Linked DNA regions of Canis lupus: region 2 is linked to region 1. The links are chromatin contacts, called in public Hi-C maps. All regions are on one chromosome and are shown on one strand. Each heading gives the region's core, a stretch centred on a gene start, on an enhancer-like site or on the middle of the called end of the contact. The rest is flanking DNA. Distances are from core to core; before and after follow the strand shown.

Evidence for each region. A called contact is a pair of places that touch in the nucleus more often than the background predicts.
Region 2: a Hi-C map of skin fibroblasts shows a contact between it and region 1, with 2.7 times the contacts expected there. The contact joins the promoter of ERG28 here to the enhancer-like site in region 1. A contact is called at or near these places in 2 of 9 Hi-C or Micro-C datasets (amygdala and skin fibroblasts).

The regions. Positions count from the first base shown.
Region 1 is chr8:48,661,857-48,668,792 of UU_Cfam_GSD_1.0, forward strand. LOC111097109 (a long non-coding RNA gene) reads left to right here and starts at 81. Exons shown (of 4, transcript XR_005363550.1): 1 at 81-247. Within about 2 kb of position 4,480, at least 4 of the 20 cell types and tissues checked have an H3K27ac peak or open chromatin away from gene starts, as enhancers often do.
Region 2 is chr8:48,962,002-48,968,937 of UU_Cfam_GSD_1.0, forward strand. It overlaps ERG28 (ergosterol biosynthetic protein 28 homolog), which reads right to left and starts at 4,095. Exons shown (of 5, transcript XM_038545339.1): 1 at 3,940-4,095; 2 at 1,263-1,426. The coding sequence starts at 1,395. It overlaps TTLL5 (tubulin polyglutamylase TTLL5), which reads left to right and starts at 4,471. Exons shown (of 34, transcript XR_005363557.1): 1 at 4,471-4,613; 2 at 6,118-6,286.

The DNA of each region.
Region 1 (6,936 bases), core at 3,230-5,729:
CGCCTCGCCGCGCCCCCGGTTCCCGACCACGCCCCCGCGGGGTGCTGGCTGCGGCCCCGCGTCACGCGCCCCCCGCCCCCCCGCCCCCGCCTCTCCCGCGCGCAGACCCCAGGTGTGGGGGGCGGGGGACGAGGGCGTTAGGGACCCCTAGAGAGGGCGTGGCCGATGGGACGCGCTCGGAGGTCCCCCGCGCTCCTGGACTCGGGAGGCCGCTCACGAAGACCGAGGGCTGTGTCGTCCGTCCCGGGTGGGTGAGCTCGCAGCACCATGTCCTCGCCCGGCGCCGGAAGTCCTGGAAACAGCCCTCTCTCGCCTAAGTCTGTTTTATGTTTATGGGCTCGAAGCTGACATCTCGCCCGTGGCGCAGCGGAGAGCTTTGGGGCCGGAGGAGCTGGGATCAGTGTTGTCCCTTGGGGGAGGAGTGACCTTGGGAAGGTCCTTCCCGTGCCCGGCCTGGTAAACTGAGCTGTGGGCGTGGGTGCAGGGAGCGTAACGCCCGCGCAGTGTCAGCGAGGCCGGCGAGGGTGTGTGGGGTCGTCCGTCCCCTCCGACCCACCCCCTGTCCCCTGTCCCTGACCTGACGGGGAGGTCAGAGGAGCTCTGGGGGCCCCGGCAATCCTGAGCCGCGTGCACAGTAGGCGCATTTGTGCGGCTCTTGGCTCTTGGAGCCTTGCTCCTAGGAGGCGCTTAATGAACTCCGTCAACTGATTATTGAATGAATCCCGGGCACATTCCCTCCGGATTTCACCTTCATAAATCCGGATCCCCGCAATTCCTCTTACAGGCGGAAGGAAGAATATTGCGATGATTAATAATCGCGCAGCAGGGTTGCTGATGTAAAGCGATTTGCAGATGTAAAGGGCAATAAGCATTCCTGGGAGGAATCCAACGAGATTCCAGAAATCTCCGAGGGAGGGAGGGAGGGAGGGAGGGAGCGAGCCGTGGGTGTGTGCCCGGCCGTGGGCCGTGGGGCCGGGGGTGGGGCAGGCAGTGCTGCAGAGGCCGCGGCTGGGGCCTCGGGCCTCGGAACTGGCGTCTGGGGCTGACCCTTGAGCGGCTCGCCTGCGCCCCCCTCACCCCCCTCCTCCAATTCCTCAGTTTCCTTGGCCAGAGAACTGTGTGTTTTCCAGAATAGCAGAGCTGGAACGCACGTCAGACATTTCCCCCTAATCCTGCCCCCCCCCCCTTTTTAAAATCTCACAAATGGGAAAACAAAGGTTCAGAGAGGTTGGTTCATCCATCCAAACTTGCACAGCTAGTGCACTTAGGGACATAAAGAGGATTTCTGGCTTCAAACTAGAGTTCTTTCTGCCTCACCTCTAACCTCTTGTGCTCTTGTGTCTTGGGGACCCTGCTGCCTGGCTCAGATGAGGGGGTGTGTGCAGTAAAGCTAAATACTGATTGCAGGGGATCCCTGGGTGGCTCAGCCGTTTGGTGCCTGCCTTCCGCCCAGGGCCTGATCCTGGAGACCCAGGATCAAGTCCCTGCATGGAGCCTGCTTCTCTCTCTGCCTGTGTCTCTGCCTCTCTCTCTCATGAATAAGTAAAATCTTAAAAAAAATAAAAATAAAAATAAATGCTGACTGCAGGCCTCCTAAAGGAGGCCAGGGGCACACCTGCTGCTCCACACAGCCCACAGCCCCACAGCAGGGCCTGTGGCGCTGGCCAGGAGGTGTGTGCTTCCAAAGCCAGAAGCATTCCTCCTAAGGTAGCTGGAATGGCTTCTTGTCTAGGGAGCCCGAGGTGGCTGTCCTGAAACCATCTTAGACTAGCATAGTTACCCAAGCCTTGCGTTAATTAAGCTTTTCTCAGCCAAAACGAACAGCAGAAGATGCGTAGCCTGAACCCGTGGGAACCCTTTTCTGCTCATCGGAGGGTCTTTTCATGGGGCTTGGAGGTTAGATTCTGGAGGGGGAATGCCTCTCGAACGTCTCTGTCTCTCTTCCCCTCATGTCTCAACCAACTTCTCTTACATCCTACATTCTATTTCTTCCCTGATGTCTAGACTGAGCCAGAAGGCAGCTCAGACTGAGAAGGCTGGTGCCCACGGCTGGCCTCAGTCACCCCAACCGGCTGATTGGAGGAGTCTGGGCCAAAGCGGTAGAAGCAGAGGCTCTCCCCCCGGTGGACACGGGAGGCACAGCGCCCTTCTCCAGTGCAGAAGCAGCAGCGTAGTGGTGCAGTAGAGGAAGTACTCTGTTCGCTCTGATACAAAGAGCAAAATTTGGCAGAAGAAAAATAATCCCAGCCCTTGCTTTTTAAAAATATTTTATTTATTTATTCATGAGACACACACACACACACACACAGAGGCAGAGACACAGGCAGAGGGAGAAGCAGCCTTCCTGCAGCGAGCCTGATGTGGGACTCGATCCCAGGACAGCTGGGATCATAACTGAGCCAAAGGCAGACATTCAACCACTGAGCCACCCAGGTGCCCCAATCCCAGCCGTTTCGCTTTCTAGTGTATTTCTGAGGATCTGGTCAATTGGGATGCAGAAGAGACTTCTGTTGTTTCTCTTGCCTGGACTGTATTTTTCCTTCCTACTATCCAAACCCTGTCCCCTTTTCAGCCCCTATGTCAAGTTCTACCTCTTTCATAACAGCTTTTCTGACTCTCCCGTTCTGTATATCTTCTAAATACAGCTGTACACAGACCCACACACAGAAGGCACCCTTATCTATCATTAGCGTTGTTTCCCTGTGGGTGGGAGCCACGTTTTCTGTGGCTTCATGTTCATAGACTCCGTAGTGCCCAGCACAGGGCTGGGGACAGAAAGTGCTCTCAACAAGCTCTTGCTGATTAACTGATATATTAACCGATTAATCTATGCAAAAGCAAACTCTAAGCCTTCGCTTCGACAAACCTTCCAGAACTTAGTTCTTTGGGGGAATCTAGGTAGTGACCTAATTAAATATAGCCTTGCACAATAAGTGGTTCCACCAAACAATTTCACAAGAGAACACCACCGCCACCCAGAGAGGGATGAGGAAGTTTGGAGTGGACTCTCAGACACAGAGGAGGGTGACACTGTGGAAAGGTCAAGGGATGAAGGATTAGGAGGGAGGTCCCTACTCCTGGGTTCAGACAGGCAGCAGAAGCTCTGGATCCAGGTTTATATCCAGATTGCGCCACCTGCTGTGTAGCCTCAGACAAGTTTACTCCCCTCTCTGTGTGTCACTTTCTCATCTGTAAAAATAAGTACCTAGCTTCTTAGCAATATGATGAGGATAAATTGAGTTGATATTTGCAAAGTGCCTGGCACATAAGTGCTAAGTGCTATGTAACAGTTTGTAAATTAATTTTCCAGCTCAGGTGCCTTGTAAATGGGATGGGGAACATGATAGGATCTCTCGATTCCTTTCTGTCCCAGCCTTCCAGGACAGTGCATGCACTTTAGGGTCAGGCAGGCCTGAGTTGACTCTTGTCCCTGTCAGCAGTTGCGTGACTTTGGGCAAATCACTTTACTTCTTGGAGCCCCGGTTTTCTCATCTGTGAAATGAGGATAGTTGTATCTAGATTAAAATGCTGTCCAATTGCACGCTGGTAAAATACCCGTCATATAAGGAGCTTAAGAAACAGAAGCGATGGTTATTATTGATGAGAAGAGCCATATATAAAGGAGAACAGGGTCTCCAAAATCTTTGAAGTTTCAAGAATGAGTGAGCATATCGAATGGCGATGAGATCATCTCAACCGTGGAGCTCAGGGTGGAGGGGAGGCCCTGGGTCTGGGCCATGACTGGATATCACAGGCTCTGAAGAATGGTTTTACTTGCACACAAGCTCTAGGAACATTTTCTGCCCAAGGGTGCACTGAGGGTGTGGACGCAGTGGGGCTAGATGCCAGCTCTAGGCCTTTCTACCTCCTTCCCAGGAGAAGTGACTTTAGTAAGAGAGGGTGTGGGCAGGGTGGGCCTTGGAAACCTGTTGTTGTGGAGTGTGTGTGTGTGTGTGTGTGTGTGTGTGAATGGCCCAGGGACATCCTGCCCTGTGACCCGGACTTCCAGGACTGGTGTGGCCTCCTTCACAGCAGAACCTGTTGGCACAGCTCCTGGAAGCTGCCATTCCCAAACCTGTCTGAGGACACCTGGGACAGGTGCCGGCTCTTCTCCAAGGGGTGGGGGAGTGGGGGGGAAGAGGGGTGATGATAGTCTTAAAGCCAAATTAACCTTACTTCCCTTCAGCTGCATGTGTGGAAAAGTACTAAGTGGGAGATGCAAATGTTGCTTGTAGTCCTTTGAGTTCTTTTCAAAGAGGGGGAAGGAGGGTTGCAAAATCCAACAATGATAGGGTGTTGCAATCCCAAACACGCTGGGAATCACTCTTGTGGTCCTCACACTTGATGGCTCTTGCCCTGTGACCCACAAGAAGCTGTGTGCTCCCCAGTGGCAGGGTCTATACTAAGGGAGTCACTATTCCGGGATCTCAGACACAATCTGGGACCTGGACAATCTGCCTTACGGGCTGTTTGGGGATCACACAGGAATCTGTAAGTCCCCTTCCAGCCTCATATGGCTCGTGATGGCAACAGGGTGGGCCCCAGTGACTAGCATCTCGAGCAGAATTCAAAGAAATTGTAAAAAAACAGGACCTATGCAGAGTCACAAAGGTGCTAGTATTGGTTGTCTGCGGGGAAGAGGGAATATGTTTTTGTTCTTTTTGCCTGTTTGTACTTTCTGATTTTTTATTTTTGGCAAGCGCCCATTGCTTTTGTAAGAAGAAAAGATTTTTTTTTTAAATGTTCCCAGCAGAGTGGTTTGTTTGTTTTTTTTTTTTTTTAAAGATAATAAATGAGAAGGTTCAAATACCTTCTGATTTTTTCTTTTTCCTTTTCCTCTCTCTCCAAAAGAAAAAATGCTCATGGTGAAAGCTTTGAAAAATCAGACAATCAAAATAAAAAATAAAAAATCACTTGTAGTCTCATCACAGAGATAATGACTGTCATTACTTTTTATTCTACCTTTCCTGTACACTTTAGTTTTATACTCTCTAGTTTCTATGCTGTGGTTTTTATGGAAATAGGGTCACGCTGTAATAATGTTTTGTAATCTGCTTTTTCTATACTGTAGATCATGAACATATTTTTCTTTTTCTTTCTTTCTTTTTTTTTAATTTATTTATGACAGTCACAGAGAGAGAGAGAGAGAGAGGCAGAGATACAGGCAGAGGGAGAAGCAGGCTCCATGCACCGGGAGCCCGACGTGGGACTCGATCCCGGGTCTCCAGGATCGCGCCCCGGGCCAAAGGCAGGCGCCAAACCGCTGCTCCACCCAGGGATCCCTTTTTTTTTTTTTTTAAAGATAATTCATGAGAGACACACGGAAAGAGGCGGAGACACAGGCAGAAGGAGAAGCAGACTCCATGCAGGGAGCCCAATACGGGACTCCATCCTGGGACCCCAGGATCACGCCCTGGGCCGAAGGCAGACCCCCAACCGCTGAGCCACTCAGGTGTCCCATGAACATACTTTTCTACGTGATCAAATTTAATAGCTAGTTACATAGGAGTCTAGTTATAAGTGTCCCGCAATTTAACCAATTCTGCATTGTTGAAATATAACCTTCAGGTGGTTCCATACTTTTTTGCTATTGTAGACAAGGCTGCAAATATCTTCACGGCTAATTTTTTTGTGTGTGTACTTTTGGGGCGGGCCAAGGGTGCCCTCCTTCTTAAGGCTTTTGAATTGCAGCTGCTTGGTCAGTACAGACAGGGTCACATAGTAGAGTGCCCAGTGACAAATGGGAAGGTAGTATTGGCTCAACCAATTTACAGCTGTGTAACTGTAAAAATTATTTACCTTTTTGACACTTCAATTTCCTCAACTATAAAACTGAAATGATAGTAGTTATGTAGTTAAGACAGTTGTCAGGACCGGCTGGAAAAAATGTGTGAAGTGGTGGCTGGCACAGCACTTGAGGATCCCTCCATACGTGGAGCCCTCAGTAAACTTGTGGTTTTTGATGTATGGATTGTCGTTTCTTCTGGGGAAGAAGTTGTCCCGAAATCGAGGTCTGGTTGCCTGGAATGGTTGGAGGGGGGATCTCAGGCAGGTTTAAATGGTAAATGGTGAACATGTTAGAGAGGGGAAGGTAGAGGTCGATGAGTAGCAGAGGAGTGGCTGGTGGAGAGGAGGGTGAGGAAGGGTTAGAAGAGGAGAGAGTGGGCTGTCAGGGAGAATGGGACTCTGTGGGCAGGGCTGAGATGTCCACATGGATGTTGGTAGCAGGGCTGTGCACCAGTCACTCTGGGGGGAAGGAGAAGGAGGGGGGGATGCAGAGCCTCTACCCTCCACTCCAGTCGCCTCCCAGGCTGCTTTCTGCCTCTCTTGGAGCCCCACATTGCTTCACTCCTTGCCAGTCTTCTTTCAGTTCCTTGAGTGCGATGCTCCCCTCTGTCGTGTGACCTTTGTACATTCTCTTCCCCTCTGCCAGGAGCTCCTCCTCTCTGCCTGGCTAACTTTTAGGCAGCATCAGAGTGCAAGCTTAAAAGCTCACTTCCTCAGAGAGGCCTTCCCTGACCGTTTGGTATAAACCAGCTCCCTTCCCTCTGGTGACTGTCTCCTGGCCCTCGGTACCCACAACAATGATAGCAACATCAAGGTTTGCAGTTATGTGTGTGATGATTCTCCCGTAGCATCCCCACCAGGCTGAAAGCTCCACGAGGGTCTTTTTTTTGCTCACTATCATATCCCTGATGCCCAGGACATAGTAGGGCCTCAATAAGTATTTATCAAAATGGAAGAAGCAACCCAATGCTTTGTGACCTGTAAAATGCTTTTACACCCATCCTGTGGCTTCAGTCCCCTCTTGATTGATGCTGGCTGATTGGCTGAAGGAACAGGAGATGTGGGGACTGGAAGGGATGCTTTTAGCCAGTTCCTCTCCCATCCTCCTTTCCCTGGAGGAAGTGGGCTTCTCTTTCTCAGACTAGAGAC
Region 2 (6,936 bases), core at 2,845-5,344, 300 kb after region 1:
GGTCTATTGAGCAAGAGAAATTTCAAGGGTAAGACTGATGACTGAAAGGCCGATGAATGTTTACTTGGGCTTTAAAGATTTTCCATCCTTTGGAAAACCAGAGAGTGATACCAATTTCACAACCCTGAAGATCTTTAGATGGTAGTAAGGTGAGAAAAAATTTCATATGCACCAAATATCTAGTGGTTGGCCCCAGAAGGCTACATTCTTTATAATGTCAAACCAGTTTGACAGCTCTTCTGATGAAAAGGCTGGGGAAATAGCTCTAGTTAGTGACACACAAAAGTGGAATATCTCATCATCTGTAGCCAGTTTAGGCATCAGGTGAAATTCTGGAGGACTAGGTCAGATAACCTCTAAAATCCTGTGAATCTACACAGCAGAGGGCAGTGTTTGGGGGGGGGGGGGAGGGAAGTGGAACTTTTCCAGATACTTTACTCCTATTGAGCTTTGCTCAAAATGAGCCTTAGCCTACTTAAGATTCATTTTGTATGGAGATGTTACAGAAAAATGAGCTAGGTCAGAGCCCGAATCTGGGTTAGCTATAAATGTGACACAGAATTGTCAGCTGCGTGAAATGGTGCTGCAGCTCAAACACCACTACCCCACACATCAGTGCAAGGAAGCACAAGCTGAAATGTGAAAATACTCTCAGCTGGGAGGCTCAGGAAACTGGGTAAGGCCAGCAGAGGCCTTCTCAGTTTCACTTTGGGAGACCAGTTCAGAGGAATTTTGGACATCTTCTCAGGGACTCTTCAGTGTTTGGGAAGAGCTTGGATTGGTAACTCCCTATCTGCAGCATGGAATAAACCATGGCACAGCCTTGCTTCTGAAGAGGGCTGAGATCATATGAAAAGCTTTTTTGTCGCTTTCTAGTGGGGCATCCCAGAGTCACCAAATAACTCTATCTTCTCACTTATCCTTGTAATACATTTGTATTGTCTGTGAAATGTAAAGGACAGTATAACATGGATGAAAATGTATTCAGACAAGCTTGGGGGAAAAAGGGCCAAGTGCTATCCAGAAAGTCTATTATTCCAGTGGCTTTCCGAGTTAGCCAGCAGCAGAATCACCTGGGAGGTTACGAAAAAATAGACTTGGGGCCCCACTTGGTGTAGAAATTTCAGGAAATAAGTTTGGAGGAGAAAATAGGTACCTGTGATGTTTGCTTTTAAATTTCTTAGGTAGTTCTCAAGGATAGCCTGGTCTGGGAACCACAATTAGGCCACTCCCATACAGGATGCAGTTCTCTGACTTCTTACCAAGATCCGGCTTGCCAGTGTAGAGCTTTTCATAGAGAAAGGTGTGGTCTCGGAAGCTCTGCAGCGTGTTCCCTATGGCTATGATGGACACCATAACCAGCCAGCTTCGTAACACATTCAAGAAACGGCTCATGACTTCCCTCCAACCCGAGAAAGCTTTTTGCCTTGGGAACAAAGGCAAAAAACAGGAGACAGCAGTTAGTCTACTTCAAGCATAAGCTATCTGATTTGGGTAGTTAACTTGCGTCCCACTCATAAGTTATCTGGGCAATCATTTTGCGAATTCCTTTCCAAGTCTCTAAGGCCCATCCACCCTCAGTTATCTTAACATACTATTCTTACTTCACAGGGTTAGTTCACTGCCTTTGGATATTTGCCCTATATCGAAGGGTGCTAACCTGTACCTAGAGTAAAAAAGGCTAAATAACGCAATGGCTGGAAATGGTAAAGCCAGACAAAAATAATGGAGAAAAAAGGAAACAAACGAAAAGGAGGTGTACAAATATTACTATAAAGTAATAAAATGGATTTGTGTGACACTAAGAGAAACTGGTCTTGATATTTACTCATACTAGTAGCAGTGAATCAACAGTATACTTTGCAGTAGGTGGCACAGTACTTATTTTTGTCTAAGCAACTTCTCCACAATGGTAGCCTAAATCAGAACTGTTTTCTCTTGGCTGGAATCAGTCCTTTAATATCTAAACCCCTAGCCTAGTTTTTTTATGTCATTCTTATAATGCAAGTGGCGCAAGGTAATGATAAATCTACTAACATATCCGTCTAGCTATTGATGACAGACCCTTCTAAGCACAGGAAAGCCTTATACATTTGAGTGGGATCTATGGAGTGATGGCAATATTTACAGTCTCAGGTGTTCTCTACTCTGGTTCTCAGGTCACTCATGCTCCATAAGCTAGAACAAAATAAAAGTTAAACTTTTGTGACTTGAAAACAAGCATGAAAATTGAATGGAGAAGGAAACAGTAATGTTGGTGTTGGGTTGCAAGAGAGATTATGACAGGGTAGCCCCAGTGGCCCAGCGGTTTGGCGCCACCTTCAGCCTGGGGCGTGATCCTGGAGACCCGGGATCGAGTGCCACGTCAGGCTCCCTGCATGGAGCCTGCTTCTCCCTCTGCCTGTGTCTCTGCCTCTCTCTTTCTATGTCTCTCATTAATAAATGAATAAAATCTTAAAAAAAAAGAGAGAGAGAGATTATGACAGCTAACAGTTATCATGCACTTGTATATGCCATGTATATATTATCTCATTTAATCCCTAAACAAGGTGGGTAGGCACTATTACTATTTCCATTTGACAGATGAGAGTTGGCACGGAGAAATTAAGTGATTTGCTTGAAGTTACACAGCTTATGCGTGGCAAAGCTGAGATTCAAATTATGCTTTGTTGGATTCTATATTGCAATACTGCCTCACTGTTTGAGAATATTTTGATGAAGTTTCTATTCTCAAAGACTAAGTATACTATATACGCTTGTGCCTTGAAGTTGTATACAAAATCCAATTACGTTCTGTATTTTTTGTTTAAAAAAAAAAGCTTCCACGAATCCTTGAGGAGCAACGATTTCAATCAACTTGATTTAAATAAAACTCGTGGATAAAGAATTTAAGAACAGAACTACTACTTCTCATTTTCATTGTAGTTTTTTTTTTTTTTTTTGGTTGTTTTTTGCTTTCCCCACAGTTCATCTGTTGTAAGGTTAACTTCTTGGGCCTGAAGTGGTGATAAGTCATCAGGCTTCCTTTGTCACTCTGGCACAAGTTTCAGTATGATCAGCTGAAATCGATATTAAAGTCAGCCATGGCATAAGACAGTGTGAAGCACTAAAAAGAAAACAAAATAGAGAAACAAAAAAAGGAGCTCTAGAGGAGGAAGCAGGAATCCCTCAGGGAGGGGTAGATGACAACAATGGATCTTGTTGAAGTCCAGAGAGAACACAGCTTTATTGGAGATCAGAAGTGGTCATGGCATGGGCCAAGACACCCCCCCCCCACACACACACATCCTTATTTTCTCACCATTTCTCAATAGGAGACTCAGGCTTTCTCCTCCCAGGGTCAGAAACGCCTTATGGAGAGCCCCCTTCTCTGAGAGAACTTATGCCCATTTTACGGAAGCACTTAGAAATCCTAACAGATGGCTGATGAGGGCAGAGCCTGAGCACTCTTCCGATCTGCTCTACCAGAATCCTCACCCCCATTTGCCCCAAAGCTTTAGAGCCTCCGAGAGTACCCAACATCTGTTCTCCAATTTTGTCCTGGCCCGGCCCAGGAAAGGTGTGGTGTTAAAACTAGTCAGGAGGGAGGTTCCTACCCTTCCAACAATCATTTTGCAGCTGTGAGACCCTGCGTGAGAAATCTGCAAAATGGAGTTAAAAAACAAAAACAAAGACAAAAAACAAAAACCCATCTCAAGGGTTATTCCGTGAGAAGGTGAAGGTTCCTTGCCCTGGGCTCAGAGTAGCCGCTCATTCATCCATCCGCTCATTGGTTCCTCCAGCCTACCAAGCCCTTCTTCATCTTCACAGTCCCAGCTCCCCCGTCTCAAGGTCTCTCCAACCCTTGGTCTCGCCTCCATTTTTCCAGGCTCCCTGGATCCTTTCCGTCAGATGCCACACAAACACGTCCCCCCCTCTTCTCCTCCACATGGTCCGTACCTGGTGACCGGATCCCCAGCACAGCAGCGGGCAGCACCAGCGGGAGCCCCGGCGGCAGCAGCCAAGCTCCAAAAGCGGTCCAACGAGCGAGGAGCCCACCTGAGCCATTTGTCCTCGCCCCCGCCCACAGCCCGGCTCCAGGATTGGGTCGTTTCCGTCAGTCCTCGCTCTGATTGGCGGCTCCGGTTGTGCTCGAGCAGGAGATGGGGCGTGAACCCTCTTACTGCCAATCAGTGGTCGCCGATGCCCAAGCTTCACCCTGGGTACCGCCACTCGCGCCGCGGGGCCGTCCGGTTGAGCGTGGCCGAAGAACCCCGGCGCTGGAGGCTGGTGGAGGGAGAAAGAGCGGAAAAAAGAAAAAAAAAAAAAAGGAGTCGAGACTTTGGCTGAGAGCAAAGCTCTGCGCCCGCGCGGCGCGGCGGTGACGACATTCCTTCGCGCCCAAAGCCGAGTGACGACATTCCTTCGCGCCCAAAGCCGAGCGTTTTTAAGCGCGGGGTGGCGGGCGCCTGCGCAGTGGCTCCGAGCGGGCGGTTGCTGGTTGGTTGTTGTAGTAACGGGGGAAGCAGCGGTCGGCGGCGGCCGGGAGCCCGGCTGGGGAAGGAGGAGGGAGGTAGGCGCAGAGCGCGGTCCCCGCCGGCCGGCCGGCCCCGAGCCATGGGAAGATGAGCCAGGTAAACGCCTGCGCTGGCGCGCTCCGCTCCGCGAGGGAGGGGAGCTCCCGAGTCTGGGCGGGCGCCGGCCGCTGCACTTCCCTGTCGGGGTCCGGGAGCAGCTGTTGGTTTCCGGGCGCGCCGGGCTGAATCGCCGCGGCGGAGTCCCCCCTGCCCTCCCGCGGGGAGCATCTGAGGACCTGCCGGGGGTGGGACCGCGGGGCTGATCCCTTTAGGGCGGGGACGCTCCTCGGGCGAGTGTCCTTAATCTTCTTCGGATCGCCGTCTTCTCCGCTCGGCTGGCAGCCTGCAACGGGTTTGGCATCCCTTCCTCCCTGGGAGGTTTCGTGTGCTTTAATTTAAAGGACTTCCCTGGGTGGCGCAGCGGTTTGGTGCCTGCCTTTGGCTCAGGGCGCGATCCTGGAGACCCGGGATCGAATCCCACATCGGGCTCCCGGTGCATGGAGCCTGCTTCTCCCTCTGCCTGTGTCTCTGCCTCTCTCTCTCTCTCTCTCTCTGTGTGTGTGACTATCATAAATAAATTAAAAAAAAAAATAAAGGACTTCCCAACACTTTGGGAAAGATCGAGAAATCCCGTTGGGAATCCTCGGAAGGACATCTTCTTTGAAGTTGTTAGATATTGCCCGTTCCGCTGAGGATCTGTAGGGATCGTTACCGGGATTGCCAGGTTTTTTTTTTTTTTTTTTTTTTTTTGGTCTTGTAGACGATCTTTATCATATTTTGAATGTATAGAAAAATGAGATCTGCAAAGATAGACATCACATGGTTATGTCGGAGTAACAGGGTTATGGGCATCGAAACGTTTTCGTTTTCTTTACCTGTAATTTCAATCCCATCCTTAAACACAACGAACATGTATTTTTTACGGATGCAAAAAAAATATTTTAACTTGGAAATATCCTAATTTCAAGGTCTATTTGGGAGTCAAATCATAGTTTGTGATTTTCAGTAGCGGAGAATGATTTTTGAGAGTGTTTGGAAGGACAGTTTTGTTTTGTTTTCAGCTATTTATGACCTTGATTCAGGAGAATATACTAATCTTATAGTTTAGTAGTTAAATTTGTTTTAGTGAAGTATGAGGGCATTTCACCTGTATGCCTGTCCTAGAGTCTAAAGAAATATTTTCAAGCATTGTATATCTTGAGTTTTTATTCTTAAAATAAAAAAAAGCAAGTTTTTCCAGCATGGGGTCTGTCTGTTTTTGGGCAGTCACCCACCTACCTCAGACTTTCCTAAAAAGCTAATTTTTGTTAGTTTTAGTATATATGAGAAAATTGAAAAGCTCAAACTGAATAACAGCTCTTTAAATACATGAAGGACAGACGGTATGTTTGAAAAAAGCCTTGATTTTTGTGGCATATGAGAGGCACTGTGATAGAAGGTAAGCTTCTAGATGTTGCACACCATTTAGGTAAATACTCTTATTTGTTGCATGGAAGATCAATAGCAATAATCACCAAGTAGAAAATGGCATTATGTTTCACATCATTTGGCTTTCTTGCAGGAATCCGTGCCACCTAAATTGTTTGACCCAGTGAATCTTCAAGGAAAGGTCCCTGAGGCCCCCGTCTGCTGACTGCATGACAAACCCTAAAGGAAATGCCAGTCGTGATGGCCCGGGACCTGGAGGAAACAGCATCATCCTCAGAGGATGAGGAGGTGGTAAGCCAAGAGTAAGTAAGAGCAAGACTGCCTTGACCCTTTGCCTTTAGGGTGGAAAATAACTCTCTTTTACTTAAACCTTCTTTTACCTCATTCTTCCTTGGTATAGTCTGACTCTGGTTTTATTTTCTAGCCACAAACTGAACCAAGATATTATGAGTTGATCACCATTGGCTATCTGAAATGAGATAAGGTTCTGTTTCTGGGTTCATGAGTGAATCTTGGCTCTAGATATTGCTATTTGTGAACTCTTGACTGGAGCTCCTAACATAGGAGATTTTTAAATTTGTAGATATTAAAGCAAAGGAGGTCTCCAACATCTATGAGATAAGTTATTTTCTCAAACGCCTTACAATGATAGAAAATAGTATGTACCAGAATAACTGTGGGACAGTACGTTAGAATTCTATGACCTGTGCTGTGCCATTGGACCACATTGCTTTCCTGAGATCTTCTAGTTTTTTGATTGCTGGATTCTCATAATAATAAAAATGAATGATGGTAATAAGTGCAGCTTATCATTTAGCATAGATGACAGTAAGGGCTTTAACTGATGTGTCTCATTTAATCGGAGGATGTTATTATTCCCACTTTAGTAAGCTCAGCTTCACACAGATCAAAGAACTTTTTCAGGGGTTCAGAGAGTGTGAGTGATGGATTG